Linked DNA regions of Mustela erminea: region 2 is linked to region 1. A link is a contact called in public Hi-C data. All regions are on one chromosome and are shown on one strand. Each heading gives the region's core, a stretch centred on a gene start, on an enhancer-like site or on the middle of the called end of the contact. The rest is flanking DNA. Distances are from core to core; before and after follow the strand shown.

What was found. Hi-C and Micro-C count contacts between places; a contact is called where the count stands out from the background.
Region 2: a Hi-C map of fibroblasts shows a contact between it and region 1, with 1.9 times the contacts expected there. The contact joins the promoter of FEM1C here to the promoter of CCDC112 in region 1. A contact is called at or near these places in 2 of 3 Hi-C or Micro-C datasets (fibroblasts and spleen).

Annotation. Positions count from the first base shown.
Region 1 is chr3:17,529,070-17,532,990 of mMusErm1.Pri, reverse strand. It overlaps CCDC112 (coiled-coil domain-containing protein 112), which reads left to right and starts at 2,160. Exons shown (of 9, transcript XM_032335392.1): 1 at 2,160-2,526. The coding sequence starts at 2,410.
Region 2 is chr3:17,762,286-17,766,206 of mMusErm1.Pri, reverse strand. FEM1C (protein fem-1 homolog C) reads left to right here and starts at 1,818. Exons shown (of 3, transcript XM_032335395.1): 1 at 1,818-1,842.

The DNA of each region.
Region 1 (3,921 bases), core at 911-3,410:
ATAGCCCACGCTCCTATCAAAGACTGACCTTTTCCCTTGTGTCCCGGACCCCAGGGCATGGACGCCCTCCGCTGTTCCTCCCCTTGGAACATGACCCAGCAAAGATCCCACATCTTCTAGCAACCAGCTCCTTTGTCTGATCACCTGTATCGCAAAATCATGGAAACCCCTATCATTTCTGTTCTTCACCTTCAGTATCTCCTTCCTCAGCTCTCTCCTGAGGCTTTGGTCCTCCTCACCAAACAGGGACACCGCTTCCCTGTTACCAAACCCAAGCAGCACTTCTGTTTTCACCTGACTGAGCCTCCCAATGGCAAACCCTACCAGGTCTGTGATCATTCTCTCCTCAAAATACTTTTTGTAAGTGGAAACACTTTCCCATGGACTTCTGGTTTTCTTCCCTTCTCTGGGACCCCTCCTTCTGAGTCTCCCTCCTCCTCCTCCTGTTCTTAGACTTCAGTTTATCCCGCCTGTGTGAGCGCATTCAGAGTTATGTAAAATATTTTCTACATGCAGGGGCACCTGTGTGATTCAGTTGGTAAATCATCCGATTCGATTTGGGCTGGGGTCATGATCTCAGCATTATGAGATGCAGCCCCAGGTAGGGTGGGGAGTCTGCTTCACCCTCTGCCCCTCCCTGCACTTGCAAATAAAATATTTTCTACAAGCAGATGAAGACCAGAATCACATCTTTATCTCTAGTCTCTCTCTCTGAGCTCCAGAAGCACGTATCCAGCGGCCTGTTGAACGTCTCTACGCAGATGGTCTCCACAGTCAGAAGCCTAGGTTTGTATCCTTCTCTGTGAAAAGAGATAATAGCAGGACCTGCTTCACTGGGTTCCTTAGAACAGTGAGAGCACAAAGGAAGTGCTCAGTAAATACCCGTGTGTTTACTTGTTTAAATTCCCTAACCTTAGAAGGAACCTCGTGTGTGTGTGTGTGTGTGTGTGTGTGTGTGTGTGTGTCCGCGCGTGCGCACTCGTGTCTAACTCTACAGTGACTTCTAAAGACGTAGAACAGTGCCTGGTATCTAGTAGGAGCTGGATATTGATTGAATGAGTGAAGGGATGAATGAATGAATCTATTTCTTTATACGGGAGGAAAAGACGGTGCGTCCGAGAACCAGGCGAATTGCCGCTGGTTGCCTGTGCTTTAATTGCAGCGGTAATCTATGGCTTTTTTCCAACCACCCCCGCCCCCACCCCCGTCACTGTATCTTTGACATAGCTCTTCTTATTGACCAAGTGTGGCATTTCTGCCCCTGGTATCTGACAGTATGGGCCATGCCCTCTTTCGAGTCTTTGAAAGTGTTAGTTAATAGTTACTCGTTCAAGCCCTTAAATAAATCCTTTTTTCATTTACACCCAGTTTCGCCAGCGCTTAGTAGAAACCTAGAAAGAAGTTCTGTTACGTAAAGTATCTTTAGGCATCTATAGATAGAGCTGTATGCATATATGAGACAAGGAAGTTTGACAGTAAGAGGTGGGTGGGGGACCGGAGCTCAATGAGGGGATTAGAAAGATTTTGCTGCATAAGAGTAGACAAGTGCACGGAAAAAGTTGACACAAACCTGCAACAGCGCAGGGAGGCTCTGCGGATCGCCGCCCCCCTGCACGCAGTCCCCGCCTAGCCTCGAATCCGCCCAACCCCGCCCCCGGGGCCCACGCCCCGCCCCCGCTCCGGCGGCTCGGGCTTCAGTCCGGCCCCGCCCCGCATCCAGCCTTGACGCCGTCCCACACTGCTCCCAGGCGTGGCTCTGGCAGGCACTCCGGCCCCGCCCCACGTCTTGGCCCCGCCCCACGTCTTGGCCCCGCCCCTCGACCCACCCTACTCTCGCCCCTGCTCCACGTCTGGACCCCGCCTGCGCCCCCGCCCCGCTCTGAACCGCGGACTGACTCCTTCCTCCAGCCCCGCCCGGCACTCTAGCCCCGCCTAGCATCCCCGCTGAGCCCCGCCTTGCCGCCCGACCCCGCCCCATACTCCGCCCCTGCCCCGCCCCACAACTTGGCCCTGCCCCTCTCTGCCCCCGCCCACACAACTTGTGCCCCACCCTGCGCACAGACCCTGGCCCACATCTCTTCCCCGCCCGCGCTCCCGCTCCGCCCCGAGCCCCGGCCCCGCCCCCGCTCCTGCCCCGCCCAGCATCCGACCCCGCCCTGCATCCCGGCAGAGCCCCGCCTTACCCGCCCTCAACTCCGGCTGGGCGGTGCCCGGCAACCTGTCAGAGCCCCGCCCCGCGCCCCGGCCCCGCCCCGCGCCCCGGCCCCGCCCTACGCTTTGGCTCCGCTGTGCTCTGCGTCCCGCGGAGCCCCACGGTGCCCGGAACGGTCTGCAGGACCAGGAGCTCCCGAGGCCGGAACCCCCTGGCCCCGGGTGGCCGCTGCGGCCCGAGCGGCTGGGCGAGGAAAGATGGCCGCCCTGACGACGGTCGTGGTGGCGGCGGCGGCCACCGCGGTAGCCGGGGCTGTGGCGGGGGCGGGCGCGGCCACCGGGAGCGGAGTGGGAGCAGCGCAGGTGCCGCAACAGGTAAATCCGGGAGGGCCCGAAGCCGCTGGAGGCGGGCGGAGGCCCGAGGGGGAGGTGGGTGCCGGGTGCAGGACCGGGTCCCGGCCCTCGCCGAACAGGTGTCCTCTGCAGCGCGGTTCCGGAGGCGGGAGGCGCGGCGTTAGCCTCCCTTTGCTCGCGGCCTGGCCCACGCCGGGCGCTGTGCTTTGTTGGCTTGTGCTTTCCGCTGCCTTTGCAAAGCCACCTCCATGTGGTTTTGGAATCGAGGGAAGATCTGGGTGGAAGCCCTGGCTCTGCCGCTTCCTAGCCTCGCGATGCGAGCATACCCTCTCCCCGACTCAGTGCCTTCTCCAAAAACTGGGTCTGGTAACGGCACCTTACCCAGCTGTGGTCCTCACGTCTGGGAAGGCCCTGGCACAGAGCGTGGTTGGAGACACTTTCGGTGCCCGGCAATGGGTGGCTGCTTTGTTATTGCCCCTGCGCTGGGGAACACAAGGAGGAATAAATACGGGGTGGTCCGAGGCAGATGTGTTTCCAAAGATCTGCCTCGACCCCTTTCTCTGGCAGCGTGGACCACAGGATCCTCAGGAATGGCCGGATCCTGTTGTTTAAGCCGAAGACCTTCCCTGTTCCCATTGTCTCACAGCCCACACCCAAAGCATGGGGAATTCCTCCGTGTTCTATGTAGAACCCAGAATAAGCCGGGAATCCCACTCTTAACACCCCCAGTGCCCCTGTTTTGTCCACATCATCATACCTTCCTGCCGGAAATACTTTCCTAGTTGGTTTCTGTTCCAACACTCTTGCCTTCCGAAAGGATTCCCAACAGCCAGGGCGATTCAGTCCAGCAGTGACACTCTTTCTGCTCTGAACCCTCATAGTCAAAGCCAGTGTCCTTACCATGGTCTGCAGGGCCTGTGTGCTACCTCCACCATCTCCCTGTTGGCTCTTCTCCAGGCCCTGGCTCTAAGTCGGCTGCAGTTATAGCCCCCTCCTGGTTGACCCTCAGACATGCCTGGTTCTCTCCTACCCTATAAGCTTTGTAATTGCTGTTCCCTCTGCTTGAAATGCTCTTCCCTCTTGGTTCTACGGCTTACTCCGTTTCTTTCATTTATCTTTGTTCCAATGCCATCAGCTCAGTGATTCTTCTCATGACCTCCCTAAACTGAATCCCCTTACTCAGCCCACTGTATCCCCTTTTCTGGTTTTATTTTGCTCCATAGCACTTACTACTGTATGCTGTATTACATATTTTCATCTTTCCCCACACCTCCACCCCCCTCATAGGAACGTAAGTTGTATGAAGGCAGAAACTTTGGAAGTCTTATTCACTATTGTATTCCCAGTTCCACTTTTGAGTTTAGTCCTGGAACATAGTAGGCACTCACTAAATATTTAAGCATCAATCCAAACCTG
Region 2 (3,921 bases), core at 569-3,068, 230 kb before region 1:
CTGGATTTGTTAAAAACACAGCCTCTTGTGTTTCACATTGAAGCTAGTGAATCTGAATTTCCAAGAATGGATTCCAGGACACTGCCCCTTAAATAACTTTCCTAGGTGGTCCATATTCTTAAGATCTGTGTCCCATTCTCTAGGAAACAATGATGTGGAGGCCCATTTTGCTGCAGGAAGTAGAGATGGATTTTCATCTTATGAGGACTGTATGAAATCCCCCTCCCCCCCGTTTGGCTCAGTCATGATGGCCTGGATGCTGTTGTAAGGTGTCTGAGAGAGAGGTAGTCTTCAGACCTGAGCCAAAATCAAGAGTTGGGTGCTCAACCAACTGTTCCCCCGCAGGCGTCCCTCAGAGTTCACCAATTTTTTTTTTTTTTTTTTAAACATCGTCCGTCTGGGTAGGGTGTCTTGTGGCAAATGGAAGACTCCAGTGGGTCAAATTTCCTATTACTAGTCATTTATTTTGAGAACAATCTAAGCATCGTCCCTCTAACCTCATCCCTCACTCTGCGTTCTAGTGGAAGACCTCAGCAAAATCAAAGGTCCATGTGGGTGCATCTGTAATATTTTTCTACCTGCTCCCTTATTCACAGGAGCCAAGACTCATCCTCAGAGCGAGTTTCCAAAAAGTAAACACTTTCTCTGTTCACCAGTCCTTGGTCAGCGTGCATCTGGTCTACCCGTAAATTAGCCAGCCTATCATTTAGGTCATCCCGTACTTTGTAAATCAAGATGTTCTATATATCCTGCCTTTAAGGACTGGACTTTGGGCTGCTTCCTAAGGAAAACAAATGTAGGTAGGTGGTTATTATTTAGAGTTTAGAAGCCCGTTGTTAGCACCTTGTATTATGATGTCATTTTGCTGAAGATCGCAAGACTCTGTCTGGATCCCTAGAGGACCAGAATGCCTTAGTTTAATTCTGCTTCCTAGCTTGCAAAAAGGGACGTATTCAGATATTCAAAAGGAATTAAAAGGCCAACATCTGGAAAAGAAAAAAGAGATGAGATGGATAAATGTTCAGAGTGGATAATTGCTAGACTCGTCCGCGGGACTGGGGCTGAGGCCAGCGAATTCCTGGTGAGGCAGCAGCTATTCCTGGTTGATTAATGGCCACCCACACAGGCATGGTCAGCCAGGCAGGGGCAGGGACAGAGGTCAGGGCAGGAAGAAGGTCAGAGACTAAAGGTCATGAACACACAGGGATCATTGCCCTTGATGGACAGGACTGTATTTCTGACCGTGGCTTCATATCTGGGGGTGACTCTGGTCTCTTTCATCTGCTCACACCTGGGAGCCTCCTTGAAGCTCTTCGAGATCCCCAGAGCAGATTTCCTGCTCTGAGTGACCAATTACATCCTCATCTCCTTGAGAAATCTGGGTTGCTGGGTCAGAACTTCTGGACAGTGTTGGGTGGGCTGGGTTGGGATGTATCAGGGGGAGACTATCAGAGGCTGGAAGCCAGTTCTGGAGAATCTGCAGGCTTTTTCTCATCTATTGCTTGTAGAGAGCTAGAGTCAGGGCCCTGACAACTTCAGGAAATGGGCTTAACAGAGGAAAGAAACAGATACTTTTACAATGACACAAGATTTCTAGCTTGTGATAATGGGATGAGTAAGATGATGGCACCATACCAGCGAGGGAGACTGTGCCAAGAGAAGATGATCAGAATTTGGTGATCAAGTTGCTGCCTCCTCCTCTTGCATTGTTTCAGGAAGGAAAGAGAGGCTAGACCCAAATACACGGGGGGAATCCAGAAATCTCTGGCTGAAAGAATTCTGCTCTGTCTTACTTCTAACACCGTAAGCTTCATCAGAGCTCATGAGTTTCCTTTGGAAAAGGTGAGTACCTCCTGGATGTATTCTTGCTTTAAGTAGATTGCATCCACCCAGCCTAGCTCCTCCAAAAACCTCTCAAGAGGGCCGCCGACCTAGAGAATGTGAATTCTGGTGGAGTTGCACAAATTGGAAATGGTGAACTATGATGCACTTTGTGGGAGGTGGGGAGTGAGGGCTTTCCACATTCAGAAGGTTGCCTAGGGTCCCACCCTGTGTCTGGGGGGTGAGTGGGGAAGAAGGGAGGGGCCATCAGCTCCCTGCTTTCTCCATTGGGCTCCCTCCCTTCTCCCACTGCCTTTTGGCTGGGCCTACTCCCACTCATGCTTCAGGATCCGGTTTAACCACACCTCCTTCCCAGACTCGCCCAAGGAGTCTGGGAGCCTTGGCAGCTCCATCCCTTGGGCCCTCGTGGCTGTTTATATACATATCTCATTCACTCCGATCTGTTTATAGCTACATTTCTCCCACAGACCATGAATTCTTTGAAAGCAGGGATCATATATTCACTCAGCCTCCAACAGAACACACAATACGATTCAATAACTATGCACATGATGAGTGGATTTATAACAGTTAAAATCCTTCGCACCCTGGTCAGACACATGTTCGGTGTTGATTAAATAGGTTTCTCAATGGCATGGGGCATCTCTGTGCTATTCTCGTGTTACTTTTCTATTCATTGAAAGAGGTTCCTTTCATGCTTTTCTGAATTAAACTGCTGCCCAGTTTGCCACTAAAAACAAAAGGTATCTTCTTTTGTTCACTCAAATCAGACCAAATTAATGAAGATCATCAAAACCGTGCAAGCGGACTGTTTCATGGAGGTTTCTGGTTTAAGCAGAGGCCAGCAAGAGGTAAACACTCGAAAATCCCCAGGAGAGAGGCGCCTGCCTGCCTCACACTCAGTGAAGTGTGTGACTCTTGATCTCGGGGTCATGAGTTCGAGCCCCACGTTGGGTTGGTTGGTAGAGATTATTTAAAAACAAATAAACTTAAGAAAAAAAATCTCCAGAAGGAAAACTGTAAAAGGAATACCCTACTAATTACAGGAGATTATATGGACATCCCCCCAAATCACAAGGGTGGCCAGGCAACTTTGGGGAAATTTGATGCATCATTTTCCACATTCTAGCAAGAACTGAAGAAACGTAATCTACAGTGGGTACCCGGTTCGGTGAATTCAGCATACTCCTTTGCTGCTGGCCCAACTGTTTGGGAAAGCGGAATGCCAATATATACGAGAAGCCAGAAGGAAATTCCATAATGCAGCCCCTGGAAATTTATCCCAAAATACATGAAAAGAAGAAAACCTATACGCTTGAGATTGTGTGTTGTTCTCGTAATAAGGGCGCCCTCCCGCTGCTAGTCCAGTTGGTTGCAATCACCCTTTCAGGCATGAGGTCGTGCTGCCTCTGGGTTCCCAGTGTCCTGGGGGCCTCCTAGGGAAGTACCCTCCCAGGCATTTGTGAAGTGTTGGGTCTCCCACAAGGCCGGTGAATCAGAGCTGTGGGTGCAGACTCCCCTCAGAGCAGACCGAGTATTCACCTTGGCTCCTGGCAGTGGCTCCTCATTTTATGCCCCAGCCTTCTGGGTACCTCCCCATTTTTCCAGTCCGCTGATTCCCACCTGCACCATCTGGAGGCTCCTTAGAACTTGAGTCCAGCGTTCTTCTTGGTATATACCCCCCAGAGCATTCTGAGGCTTTTAGGAAGACAATAATTGCTGATTAAACCAGAATCCAAAGCTTTAGTAACCAAACCAATCCCTATCCAACCAACCCAGCCAAACCAAAAGCTTTTCCTCTCCATTCAGAAAGGGTTGAGAGGAGGCAGGTGTTTCAAAAAAGAATGTAAGATCATTTAACCACGACAAAATAAAGTAATTTTAGTTGATGTTCTTTAAGAAAAGTAAAAACTAAAAAAAAAAAAAAAAAATTTGAAGAACAAATATTGCTGAAATCTTTAGAAATGGAGACGACCTCCAATAGGGGATTGATGAGTAAAATTAGCGGTCCTTAAACATTTCTGTTTACTATAGGACATACTATTTACCTTCTTGCATATTTTTAGGTTAACATTTAAA